3 separate regions of the Mus musculus genome follow, and all the other regions are linked to region 3. Evidence: chromatin contacts called from public HiChIP or PLAC-seq data. All regions are on one chromosome and are shown on one strand. The core of a region is the stretch at or near the end of the contact, and the rest is flanking DNA. Distances in the headings are between cores, read along the strand shown.

Region 1 (4,568 bases), core at 1,526-4,025, 560 kb after region 3:
TAAAAGAGAGAGGGAGCGCTAAGTATGAGCTCAGCAAGAATACTGCACATTTTGTGGGAACAGGAGCGTGTCTGAGGTGACAAGATAAGCGTTTTGCTTTATTTCGTTGCACTATCTGAGAGGTGAAACGGGAAGCAGGAAGGTATATAGGCAAATGAATGAAAGTCGAGAAATCTGGGAAAACGAAGAAAGGTTAAGCAGTTCATATTAGGATAAGCCTCTGAAAGATGAAAGCTGTGTAGATAAGGCAAAGAGCGAGTTTAGAACGGGATTAGATAGGAGGCCAGTAGGCTGCAGTAATGATAAGATACTTAGCACTGAAGGTTGCTGGTGATTTGAGGAAGAGGGAAGGAGAATGTGAGAAAGGATCCAATGTTTGATAAATATTAGGTTCCCAAGGAAACAATAACTATAAATGATAAGACAGGAACCTTGCAATCCTGAAGTCAACTTTGACAGCTGCCAGCAGTTCGTTTCCACGTCAGGAAACTATGTAGACCATCTAGTGAGGTCCTCTGAGTTGTCGATTGTTAATAAAATAGGACATGCATAAATCCTGTGGGCTCCCCTGAACTGACAGTTGGGCTAACTAAGATGTACAACTCAGCTTTCATCTGAAAAATTAAAAACAAACAAACAAACACCCCCCCAAAACCCAAAAACACCCCAAAACAACAACAATAACAACATCTAACCCAGCAGTTAAAGAGCTGATCTGGGTAATTCTAATTGCCAAACACTTGCAGACACTTTCCAATATCCTGCAGTCAAGTTTTCTGGGCCCATACCAATGTATAACCTTTGTGAGAAAGAGCTGTGGGATAATGAATGAACAGTCAGAGAGATGGCGAGAATTACCAAAGAGAAAACATTAACAAGGGCTAATTTAATGATAACATTCACTGTCGTTTCAACAATCAACATATTTAAACCAGCAAATCCGAAGTCGATTCACTGATTCACCCTTTCCATGAAAAATTTATCAAGTATACATAGTAGCGTAGGTTGGTTATTTTTCTCCTCCAATACTAGCTAAACAGGAGACTGTTGTTTTCAGATGCTTGGTTGCGCTTTCAGAATTAATCTTCTCCCCTCCACCATGTAAATGATACTGCTCTTCTGTTTTGACCCTGAAAGGAGAAAATGACTAAGAGTCAGAGAATAGCTATGCATGTGTCCATACACCTTGTTTCATAGCTAGACACGGTGGTGCATTCCTGTGGAGTAGGAGAGCAGGAGAGTTCAAGGCTAGCCTTGGCTACACAGCAATTTCTTAAAACTGTGCTCTTTTTTGTTATTGTTGTTGTTTTAGACGTTGTCTAGCTGTGTAGACCAGGCTGACCTCCAACCTGCAGTGGACTTCCTGCTTCTGCCTCCCCACAGTGTTACAGTTACAGGCATGTTCCACCATATCTGGCTATACTTTAAAAACTCAGTCACCGACATCAGCCATCACTGTGTGTGGGTACAGATGCACCTGGGCCTGCGTCCTCTCCTTCCATCTTTATATGGCTTCCAGGGGTCCTACTGACTTGTCTGGCTCGCACGGCAAATACCTTTACCTGCTGAGTCATTTCATCTGCGTCCCCATAAATACTTTTTATATGATCATCTCACCAGCTACAAACTAAAAAAATCGGTAAAAAGTAGTTTTTAAAAGCGATTACTCTGACAAAGCGATGGGTAAGAAAGTTGCAAGTGAATGATCCTTCGGAGTGGAAAAGGTTAGCTGTAAATATTCTTTTGAAATATACCGTGAAGGATTTTCACTTTGAGATTAGGGCTGTTCATGCCTCCAGGTTCAAGTGTTGCTCAATCAGCAAGGTGCTCAATTCCCGGTGATTGCTGCTCGGGTTTCTTGTTGATCGAGAATATGCATAATCTCAGCCCAGAGACATTTACCATAAAAATGAATCTAAGAAATAGGCTTTCATTTAAATTTTCCAGTTGCAGTGGATCGAGGAAAATATATGCAGAACATTAAGATGTGAAAAGCTCTGATTCAAACAAGACCAAAGAGGCTGCTTCACTATGTCCCTAACGTTGTGTTCGAATTTAGATGGCAAGCTTTTCCTGTTCAGAGCCCTTGTCAATTTGATTAAAATCACAAACACGTGACTGACTCCGCCTCAGTTAAAAATACTCTCAAGCCAGAGAATGAGCTTTGTATATGCGAGTGGCTTCTCCTGCCCTAGCGAGACTATTGCCCTAGCAAGGGGCGGAGTGGGGTGGTGTAAACGGTTTAAATTTTAAAACCTCTAACCGGATTCTCCGGGTGAAGCCCACTGCAGATTGCCAGTCCGGATTCAGAATCCAGTATACGGACATTTTCGATTTTAAAATGGCCCTTAAGAAATGGATCATTTATTTCAACGTTGTTTTCGAAGACAGAATTTGGAAGCCTCACCGTTTTCTGCATATACTCTTTCTTAGACTTAAAAAAAAAAAAGTCTTTCAGGAGAAAACATTTGCGTAAAAGAAGCACAGCCTCAAGGCCGCTGGTGTGTGCGCGTGAGGGAGCGCGCACGCACGTTTCTGCCGAGTTTAGACATTGCCGGGAAGATCAACTCGGTCCCCAGGAACTGAAAGTCTCCAAGCCGTGACCCGCCCCCGTAGACGTGGACCGGAGCACGGGATCCGGCTACGCCGGAGGGGCGACTCGGTGGCTGGGCCATTCTGGGCGAGCTGGGGCTGCCGCCGGGCCGCCCACACGGGGCTCAGGGCCCGAGCTTCTCGCAGAAGCCGCCAGCATCAGGCGCGGCGGCTGCGCTGCCATGGCAACCATGGCCTGCCGGTCCCCGCTCTCGGGCGCCGGCGCTCCAAGCCCGGCGGGGCGGGGCGGGCGTTGCTAGGAGACCTGCAGCGGGCGTCCGCCTCCGCGGCGCGGTCTCTGGGCTTCCACCCTTCACCTACTTCTGCCTGGTGGTGACTGAGGTGGGGGGTGGAGGTGGGGGTAGGGTTGACGGCCACGTGGTGGCCCAGTGTCTCAGAGCTTCTTCCTTTGGAGAGAGTCGCCCCTTCCTGGCCCTCATGAGGTCCACTTTCCTTGACCCAGGAGCAATGTGGCCCTTTCTGGGGAGGAAACACCTCTGTTTTGTTTCCTCTCCCCTCCCTCCTCGTCTGTCCTCACTTGATCTGATTTAAAAGTCCCTAAAGTCCCTGGAAGGCTTCCTAACCCACTGTTCTTTCCTCTCTAGCCGGATCCATGTCTTGCGTTCAACCAGGAGATGTGCAAAGCACTTTCTGTATGTCATCTAATTCTTTTAAATAAAAATCTTATGATATAGAGGTTAGTTAATTCATTTAACATAAAGTGTAGCCAAGGTCAAACAGCTGGGTGGATGGGACAGGATACTCATGAGGTCCAGTTTTTTTAGATTGCTCAAATTTCCCCCTAGGCTGCCTCTTGGCTAGACCCCCATTCTCTCTGCTGTCCAAGCACGCATACCCACACCAACTGGGACATGCTGTCTGGAACAAGGTCTGACAAGAGGATTGAGAACTTGAAATCAGAGATGGCCAAAATACCTTTGGACAAACGGTTTACACTGGGATGCATCCCTGATAATTTGCAGATGTCCCTGTCTGTAAAGTACTCCTGGCACAATGAGAAACTCGAAATTCTTAGTAAAGAGAGAAAATGGTAACCAAAGACTGACTCGCTGGTTGTGGTTATCCCGTGTTGGGGTAGATCCTTGGAAGGAGGGGTGTAAAAAATTGTTTTCTACTAAACTATGTCCACAAAGTTTACCTATTTATCATTTATTTATTTTTCCTAGGGAACTGTTGGGTTGTCATGGATATGTGTGCAAGCTATTTATTAAGGAAGTGCTTCCAGCAGAAACTATTATAGGGGGAGTGGTGAGGAGCCAAGCTAAAGAGTAATAATTTAAGGTGAAGATCCAGCCACAGCTTGACCCAAAGCATCCATTTCACAGCAAGGGTATCCCTTGTACAACCATTGTTAGTTTTCTCTCTCCCTCACCCCAGCCCCGCCTCCATCCCTGCAGCCATCTTTGGCTGCATGGAACCTTGTGAGCATAAACACCTAGTGTTCTGGGACCTTGGCTGGGCCAGGATGAATTAACTATTGTAAAATAAAGAAAGGAAGTCCTCTGTCGGAAGTTGGAAGTCCGAGATGTGAGCAGTAAAGCATCTAAACACTCGGGGGCTGGGTGGGACCTGGCAGGATGGGAAGAGACTACCTATAGCACCCATTACAGTCTATCTCGCCACCCCCACCCCTCCACCCCACAAGGTAAGTCTATTCCACTCTGCCACAAATTATTCAAGGTTCTAACTGGTGACAGATTTAGTGAGATTAAACCATAGCCACTGATTCTACAGTTGGTCCAAAGCAATAACTAATATCGATCTACCCAATTACTATCGTCTTCTAAGAGCCCTCTGCTAAGCCAGGTGGCTCAGTCTGACTGAGCCAACACTGAGCTCGGTTGACCAAGTGAGCCGACACCGATTCCTTGAGAAATCAGAGCTCTTTGCAACCATGTCTCCGTTACACAGTGGTTGCTCCAACTGGCTTATTTTGAGTTCAGCCTGGGTATGGA
Region 2 (4,213 bases), core at 1,466-3,965, 780 kb before region 3:
GCACTTGTTGCTCTTGCAGAGGACCTGGGTTTGGTTTCCAGGTATTCACATAGGAGCTCCCAAGTATCCGTAACTCCACTTCCAGAGAATCATACGATCTCCAAGGGCATCAGGCACACATACACGCAGGAAAAAAAAAACACTCATTACACATAAAGTGAATAAATCTAAGATTATAGGGCTAGCCAACTTTGAATGTGTGTATTTATAAGATTAAACTGTTGTAGGCAGTTTGCATGTGAACCTGCTATTATGAAATGACTGTGCTGAGCTCAAGATGCAATTCAGTATATTTGCAGTTTTAAATTTTTAATTATTGTTAGATCACAGCTCACACAAACTGGCATCTGTTATTTTGAAACGCTTAAATCCGTCCTCCGACAAAGAACAGTAATGTCATCATGTTCTAATTTAGCAGCTTTTGCGTATAATTAAACATATAATAGCCTGCGACCTGTTTTTCTTCTGCTTATAATTTTCAGACGCCTTTCACAAAACACCAATGGCTATTTACACGTTCAAAGTAGGTTACAGTTCCTCAAATGATGTTTCAATTCGGTGTTCAAGAAGCAAACCAGGGGCTGTAGAGATGGCAAGGAAATTAACAGCCTTTGCTGTACAACTCAAAAGACCTGAGTTTGAATCCTTGCACCCATGTAATATGTCAGGTGTGGTTTCATGTGTGCTTGGAATGCTGATGTTGCAGCAAGGTTGGAAATAAGTGGACCACTGAGACTGAAACACACAGGCTCCAGATGCAGGGAGACCATGCTTTGAAGGGATAAAGCAGAAAGTGAGAGACGAGGATCCCCAGTGTCTTCTGGCTTCTTTGCACTCATGCTCAGACACATACTCTTACAGACACCACACAAATATCTCTTACACACATACACACACACACACACACACACTAACAAACTTCATGTACACTAGAAATAGATGAATGAACTACGGCCTCCATGTTGTTCAATTCCAGCTTTCAAATAAAAATATACACCTCATTAATTGGGAAATGTGAGCTATTTCAAAAATCCAAAACCAAGACATTTTTCTAACTTTACCATGCCATGAAAATATTTCCAGATCTTAGTATTTTAAAGTTCTTGGATATTTGACTGAGCCTATAAATATCCTTCTAAAAGAATTCATTTCAGAATCATCCTAAAATTTCTGATCCTGTCTCCAAGACTTGCTGACACTAAGATGTGGCTGATGGCAACTGAAAGCTGTGGTTGGAATTTCAGAATAGCTCCTACCTTCACCTGGATGATCTCATGAGTTGTTACAATTATTGTGGAGTAAGGATAATGATTCAGTTTCAATTGCTCTCTCTCTCTCTCTCTCTCTCTCTCTCTCTCTGTGTGTGTGTGTGTGTGTGTGTGTGTGTGTATGTGTGTGTGTATGTGTGTGTGTGTTGGCATGATTCCAAAATCCTTTATGGATATTCACATTTAAGCTGAAAGTTTTTTATGAAAATATCTTTATTGCTTTTTTAAATGTCCCACTACTTGATTTAAAAATCATGATAGTGTCTTTTTCACAAGCTTTACAAATTACAGGAAAAAAATGATTTTCTCCTTCTGTATGGAAATTTCATTTCCAATAGACAGGGTTCTGTCCCGGTTGAAGCCTGGCAGGAAGGGGGGAATAAACAAGACTAAGGATGGCTGGGGCTCTCTCCTTACAGCTGAAGCTCAGGCTCCTCTGAGGGAGACTCAGCCTGTGTAGCCCTGTGGCCCACTGAGGCAGGCCTCTGCCATGAAGGTCTCCGGGCCGCTGAAAGCCTAGAGTGTTGTACATCAAGGTAGCTTTGAGGGAATGAGGACCCTAGCGAGCCTATGGCTTGGACCCCTCTTGAGCTGAAAGTTGTAAAGATCACAAGGAAAATAAGTTTGAAATAATTTTCCCTCTAGAAGACCTCGACGTCTTTACTGTCTGTCGGAGTAAAGTAGTAGAGGCGTGCCCGATGATTCAGTTCTCTAGCCTTGGGAGTAGTGGGCGTGCTCAGCATGGAATCCCAACCACCAGCCTGACTCAGGAAAACTGTTTTTCCTTTGCCTGCCTATGTATGTCTGTGCATTATACATGTGTGCCTGGTGCCTGAGTAAAATCAGATCCCCCGGAATTAGACTCACAGATGACTGTGAGCTGAGAAACGCACCCTCTGGAAGAGCAGCCAGTGCTCTTAAATCTGTGAACCATTCCTCTGACACCCCCTCCTGATTTTTAATAGTCCACAGACCCATGAAATTCATTGTAGCTTACATGGTGGCATCAGGCTCTGTTGGTAACACACACACACACACACACACACACACACACACACACACAATTGCATTATCTTTGTCAGCTATAGCTTCCAGACCACATGCTGACCTATGGGAAATTCCACTTCAGTCATTACTGAACTGTCCTTCCTCTTTGAGGTTTACACCAGAGTAAGCGAGATTTACAAAATGCTAAATAAAAACGAAGAGGGGGGCGTTTGGTTTGTTTCCTCCTGTACTATCACCGCGACAATGAACTTTAGTTTTTAGTGACCCTGTAAGTATCTCTGGTATTTCCTACCTCCCCGAATACCAGGGCAAGGGGCTCACTGGCAAAATTGGGTAGGAGCCAGGGCACAGACACATTCCTGTGAGTCGTGTAGCTCTGCTTACCAAAGAGACGCTTCTTTGGGGATGACTAAAGGCCGCAAGTATGGTTTTAGCTCAAGGGATGGAATATGCAGTTAGTTGCTAAATTAGTCAGCTTAGTCTCCTGGCTGCAATGAGTGGCTCAGTGGTAGGTATGTGACTTGAGCTGCTTACATGCCCAAAAGGCTCTTTCTCTGCCTCCTGGTGGTGATACAATGTGCCACAAAGATGCCTGAAATATTTGTGGTCAGTTTGTTACCAGGAAGTAGCAACAAGTAGAAGAGAAGAAAGCTTAAAGAACCTGAAACCTCTGGATATGGCAATCACTAGATGGTCCATCCTTTCGTCACACTTCCAGATTTTGTCTCTGTAACTCCTTCCATGGGTGTTTTGTTTCCTATTCTAAGAAGGGGCAAAGTGTCCACACTTTGGTCTTCGTTCTCTTGAGTTTAATGTTTTTAGCAAATTATATGTTATATCTTGGGTATCCTAAGTTTCTGGGCTAATATCCACTTATCAGTGAGTACATATTGTGAGAGTTCCTTTGTGATTGGGTTACCTCACATCCAGAGATCCATCCCATGATCAGCTTCCAAACGCTGACACCATTGTATACACTAGCAAGATTTTGCTGAAAGGACCCAGATATAGCTGTCTCTTGTGAGACTATGCCAGGGCCTAGCAAACACAGAAGTGGATGCTCACAGTCAGCTATTGAATGGACCACAGGGCCCCCAATGGAGGAACTAGAGAAAGCACCCAAGGAACTAAAGGGAACTGCAACCCTATAGGTGGAACAACAATATGAACTAAGCAGTACCCCGGAGCTCTTGTCTCTAGCTGCATATGTATCAAAAGATGGCCTAGTCGGCCATCACTGCAAAGAGAGGCCCATTGGACTTGCAAACTTTATATGCCCCAGTACAGGGGAATGCCAGGGCCAAAAAGGGGGAGTGGGTGGGTAGGGGAGTGGGGGGGGGTTATGGGGGACTTTTGGTATAGCATTGGAAATGTAAATGAGCTAAATACCTTAAAAAAAAAAAAGAACCTGAAACCTGACACTGACTCCTAAAGTGGTGAGTCTCGGCATAGGATAATTGTATGAACCAAACAGACCTCTTCATTTAACCCAATCTGAGTCAGATTTTCCCTAGTGGAAATTGGAACATGGAAGTGAGGCGATGTTATAGTGTCTCATTGTTGAATAAGCAGGGCAGGTGAGGTCCAAATGAGAGAGAAACAAGGACACCTCTAACTCATAAAGTTAGCAGCCCTCATTAAGACTCATTAACTGACGTCCTGGAAGAACCCTTACTAAACCTTTGCCTTTGATATCCTGGATATTACGGTTTGAATGTGAAATCTCTCACACAGGCTCGGGCGTCTGAGCATGGTGGTGGTGTTACTTTGGTAGTTTGTGGAACTACTTGGATATAAGGTCCTCAGCTGATGGCTCTGTTTTTGGTAGTTTGCGGGACCTTTAGGATACAAGGCCTACCTATTGAAGTATATCACTAGGATAAATCCTTGAAGGTTATATCTGTTAAGGTCTAGGTAAAATATTAAGTCTTAGAAGG
Region 3 (4,535 bases), core at 1,493-3,992:
AGTGATTGAAGTCTTTGAGGATTCGGCTGTGTCATAGGTTTAAATGTTCTCCAATTTCACATGGCAAAACCCCTACAGACCTATAACATTGATGATGATGATGATGACAACGACGACGACGATGATGATGATGACGACGATGACAACAACAACAACAACAAGGACAAAGACAGTGGTGTTGTTGTTGGTGGTGGTGAAAATACATATGACGGAGATGAAGCCCTCCCTAAATACAGTTCTTTGTGCTGTTAATGTTTTAGAGACTACTTGATGCTCAGTCTACTAGTTGATGCCCAGTGAGATAGGTTATAAGTCATGTTTATCTCTCTTTGGTGGTAGCAATGAAACACCTAGGTGGGCATCTTTTGTCTCTGTGATGTTCCATTTGGCATTCTTTTGAAGTGCTTGGCTTCAGAGTAGCATAGTCCTAGTCTGCCCCTCCCCCTTTGCCCTGTGGGAAAGACATAGCTTGACTGAGAAACTTAGCTCATTGAGTAAAGCCGGCAGATCTTGGGGCTTGCATGTCACTGTGTCATAACCCAGCCTGTCCTTCCTAATGCAACAGTGCCTGCATTTTGAATCCTTACTGTATACCACGACTCTTGCTTACAAGATCTCATTTGTTCTTTTTAGCATCTTATAAGGTAGATTTGATCATTACTTTATTTTACAGAAAAGGGAGCAAAGAGATAAAAAACAAAAAAAAAACCAACTTGCCCAAAATCTGTTAGGAAAATTGATGATTTTGAAATCTGAATCCACTGATTTTGAAGTCTGGCCGCAGAGCCCAGGCTTCTGGTCACTGAGCCACTGAGTCACTGAACTTTTAAGGAACACTCCACTTCCTACCTTCAGTTGTTTTAATAGTAAAGATAAAGTATGGAATCCACTGATGTGAAGAAGTCTCTCCCTGTGGTTATCATAAGAACATCTTTGAGATAAACCCACTTAAGGAGACGCTGCCCTGACTGGCTCCTCTTTGTCTTTGAAGCCCTAATTGAATGATCCTGGCAGCAGTTCTTTTCCATGGAGCCTGTCTGCCACTCTGTCCACTCATTTTAAAATGTATGGATCCCTCTGCTTTGGACCCGAGGCCATATTGATTCTGGAATATATGCCACTAATTGCTGAGTGCCTGCCTCTAAGAAGCAAGAACAGGGAGGGGGGGAAAGCTTGCATGTCAATATTTGTTACTAACCTTGACAGATAATCATTTTAAGTGATGGTGACTTTTTCCTCCTCTAAAGCTTTAATTACTGGCATGCACACACTGCAATCATTTTGTTCTTGTGTGTGTTTAATAGTCTGTAATCCATTTTAATTACATTCTTTGCTTATCAAGATCAGACTTCCAAGCAAGGATAGAACAGACTCTAGCTTCTGCCTTTTCTCTATGTCCCTCTTCTAGTCAGTGCCTCGAAAATACGCATGGATTTGAAACCAGTTTAGAAACAAATTTTACTCTTGGCACTTAAAACAAACAAACAAACAGACCCATTACAGAGAAGCCTCTCTCTGTACCTTTTCCAATCTGTTGGTCCATTAATACAGATGCTTCCTCCGATAAACTCGGAACTTGTGGAGAACTTTGAAAGGATGTAAGTCAGAGAGGGATCTCTCTCTCTCTCTCTCTTTCTCTCTCTCTGTGTGTGTCTTTCTCTTGGTGTGGGTAGTGAGTGAAAAGGTAGCTGGTTAAAATTCATTGACTTTGTGAATTCTTTATTTTGGGCATCTTTCAATTCATGAGTTACAATCCTATGAAAGCATTATATAAAGCACCAAACAGGACGGGGTTCTCAGGGCTGCTTCATGCTTTTGTTACTGGCCATCACTTAAGAGTGGCCAAGCACTTTCTGTGACCACATCTCCCTAACAGCTAACATTCTAATTTACTAGATGTGGCTTCACTAGAAAAGGAACCGGAGGGGTCTAGACCAATCACACAGAAAGATCCCGTGACTTACCTAACAGTCTCCGCCTGCGACTTCCTGAAGCATATTTGACAAAGCCCCAGCCAACTAAAAGAGAGGTCCAGAGCAAGCATTGTCCACCTAAGGATGCTGCCCCTCAACAGGAACAGACAGAGCCAAGCTGGGCATGACCGGTGCCTGGCTCCAGGCTCCCTGCCCGAATATGGTTCAGAACCCCAAGCTGGAGCAGAGTAATTGCAGGCTTTTCACGTTAAGCCAGTTTGAGTTGCTTTCCACTGACTTTGTTCTAACTAAAGTCCAACTATCAGGCTTGAAAGATACCCAATTTGGAATCTCCCACCCCCTTTTATTTGCCAAAGCCCCTGGAGTAACCATCAAATCAGCCCCAGATGGTTCATTAACATCAGCCAAATGCTTTCAAAATAAAAAAAAAAGAAGTGGTATTTTTGTTTTAATTAGATCCACACAGTAAGGTTCTTCCTCCCTATAATATCATCAGACTCTAGCATGCACACACAGAGAAGGGGGGAGGGAGGGAAGAGAGGGAGGCGGAGGAGCGCACTTGGAAACAAACGTCTACATATTAACTGAGGCCCTCCTTGGAGAAAATATAATGACAGAGCATTTTTGTCTATTTCCCAAATGAACACTGGCTGCTTGTGGGTGGCGTGTCAGAGCATCCATGTTCCCAGGTCCCAGCACAGAGTCAGGAAGGAAGGGGCATTTTCTCCAACTTGGACTTGACAGTACCCAACTGCCATCTTCATCCTGAGGAAGAAAGGCACTTGCTTTCCCAGGCACTGTCTGAGCTATGCGTTACTCATCAGGTTCCTGCAGAGAGGTTGATCAGGGTCTCCGGGAAGTGAGTCAGCAGTAAGACAAGCATTCCTGGGACACATCTGGAAGTGAGTCAGCAATAAGACAAGCATTCCCGGGACACATCTGGAAGTGAGTCAGCAGTAAGATAGCGCCATCCGGGCACATGTCACAGACCAGTTTCATCCGCCGTGTGCCCCTCTCTTTCTTTACCTGCGCCTCCATTTGTCAACCAACTTAACTCTCCTCTGTAGTTACTATGAAGCCCACTGGCACTGTCATACTTTATTATTGGAAAGTGAGTGGAAAGTCAGGGACCATGCAAAGTATAAGGAAGGTATCGCTACTGGAGAAAGTTGAAAGGGATATAGGAAACCTAAACTAATGATACATTCCTGGGCATGTTAATGCTGAGAATGGAAGGCCCGCTGAAACATGTACCTGACTCAACCACTAAACAGAGTCAAAGTGGCTTCTTTATTGCAAGCTCCCTCCTTGGATATCTTAATACGGTGATGTATGTGGTGGACCTACAAGGGGACGCTTCTGAGACAGCGGCTCCCCAGTCATTCAGTTCCATGTGTCCTTAGGGTGTGCACAGAAGCTCCAGTGCTGTTGGCATGGTAATAGCATCCTGAGCACAAAGATGAAGGATGTCTCAGTTGTCCCCTTTTGTTCTGAAGAGTTGAGACAGGCCTAGGACACCTTAAATAGAGGAAGAGTTGTTAAAGGGATAAACATGAAAATAAGGAACATAGATAGGGTCAAGGCCCTTAAGACCTGGGACAGAATCTAGGCTTTGGAAAGTCATTTAAATGATTTATAGCTCATTTAAGTGAATGTAACTCTTCAGTGGTGATTTATTGGATATGACACTAAATGCACAGGCAATAAAGGCAAAAGGCAGACATTTGTCATTGGTGGACATCAAATAAGCATTCAAGGACAGGACCAGTGGAATGAAAAGGTAACACACAAAATGAAAGAAAATATTTACAAATCACATATCCAGTAAAGGACTTTGTATACGGGATACAGAAAGGACTCTCACAACTCCGTCTTAAAAAGATGAATGACCCAGTTTGAACACTTGGCCAAGGATCCAGATGGATGCTTCCACAAGGATGAAAGATAAGTGGCCAACGATGAGAGAGGCTCAGTATCATTTGTCAACAGGTAGAGGAGGTGCAATTCCACATCCATTGCCATACAAAGGATTACTAACAATACACAGGGTAAGGACGCAGCAAAATGGAAAGTCCTCTGGTACTGCTGGGGGCGGGGTGGTGGTGACATCAGATGGCACAGCTACTTCAGAAAAGTCCGACAGCTCATCAAAAGGGCAGGTGTCCAGTTGTCACATGAGTCAGAAATCCGACTCCCAAGAAAAATAAAAGCATGTGTTCACTTCAAACTTGTTTCAGGTGCCCGCTGCTGTGTTGTTTGTAATAGCCCATCAACTAAAAAGTGGGTAAACCAGTGAGACATATCTGTGCAGTAGAGTATTGATCTAAAAACAATAACGAGATGAAGAACTTATGGGTGCGCCCTATAGCCAGCATGAAATTTGGTGAGAGCGTGCTGTGAAAGAAGCCAGTCACAATGGACCACATTTTATTTGATATCACTTCTATTGTAACGTCCTAAGTGGCAAACCTACAGTGTAAGAGGCAGGCTGCTAACGTCTGGAGACTATGTGGGGAAGGAAAGAGAGAAAGCTAGGGGTGGTAGAATGGCTACAGGGTGCTCGTCAGAGTGGTGGAGAGGAAATGAAAAGGTGTCATTAAC

What was found. HiChIP or PLAC-seq counts read pairs in DNA pulled down with a chosen protein or histone mark.
Region 1: a contact with region 3 is called in a CTCF HiChIP or PLAC-seq map of the NIH/3T3 cell line, with 5 read pairs. The contact joins the promoter of 1700064M15Rik here to the enhancer-like site in region 3. A contact is called at or near these places in 1 of 15 datasets of contacts at CTCF or cohesin (the NIH/3T3 cell line) and 10 of 115 datasets of contacts at active chromatin or transcription factors (bone marrow-derived macrophages, differentiating embryonic stem cells, embryonic basal ganglia and 6 more).
Region 2: a CTCF HiChIP or PLAC-seq map of the NIH/3T3 cell line shows a contact between it and region 3, with 5 read pairs. The contact joins two enhancer-like sites. A contact is called at or near these places in 1 of 15 datasets of contacts at CTCF or cohesin (the NIH/3T3 cell line) and 2 of 484 Hi-C or Micro-C datasets (embryonic fibroblasts and nephron progenitors).

What each region holds. Positions count from the first base shown.
Region 1 is chr12:99,625,199-99,629,766 of GRCm38.p6, forward strand. It overlaps 1700064M15Rik (RIKEN cDNA 1700064M15 gene), which reads right to left and starts at 2,776. Exons shown (of 2, transcript NR_045288.2): 1 at 2,408-2,776; 2 at 855-1,130.
Region 2 is chr12:98,280,911-98,285,123 of GRCm38.p6, forward strand. No RefSeq gene overlaps it. Among named protein-coding and RNA genes, the nearest start is that of Gpr65, 14 kb to the left of the region's middle. Within about 2 kb of position 2,716, at least 137 of the 459 cell types and tissues checked have an H3K27ac peak or open chromatin away from gene starts, as enhancers often do. A contact at or near this core is called in the NIH/3T3 cell line and embryonic fibroblasts, where this site is marked.
Region 3 is chr12:99,061,244-99,065,778 of GRCm38.p6, forward strand. The region is part of intron 2 of Gm40554 (a long non-coding RNA gene); the gene reads left to right. Among named protein-coding and RNA genes, the nearest start is that of Gm40554, 39 kb to the left of the region's middle. Within about 2 kb of position 2,743, at least 29 of the 459 cell types and tissues checked have an H3K27ac peak or open chromatin away from gene starts, as enhancers often do. A contact at or near this core is called in the NIH/3T3 cell line and embryonic fibroblasts, where this site is marked.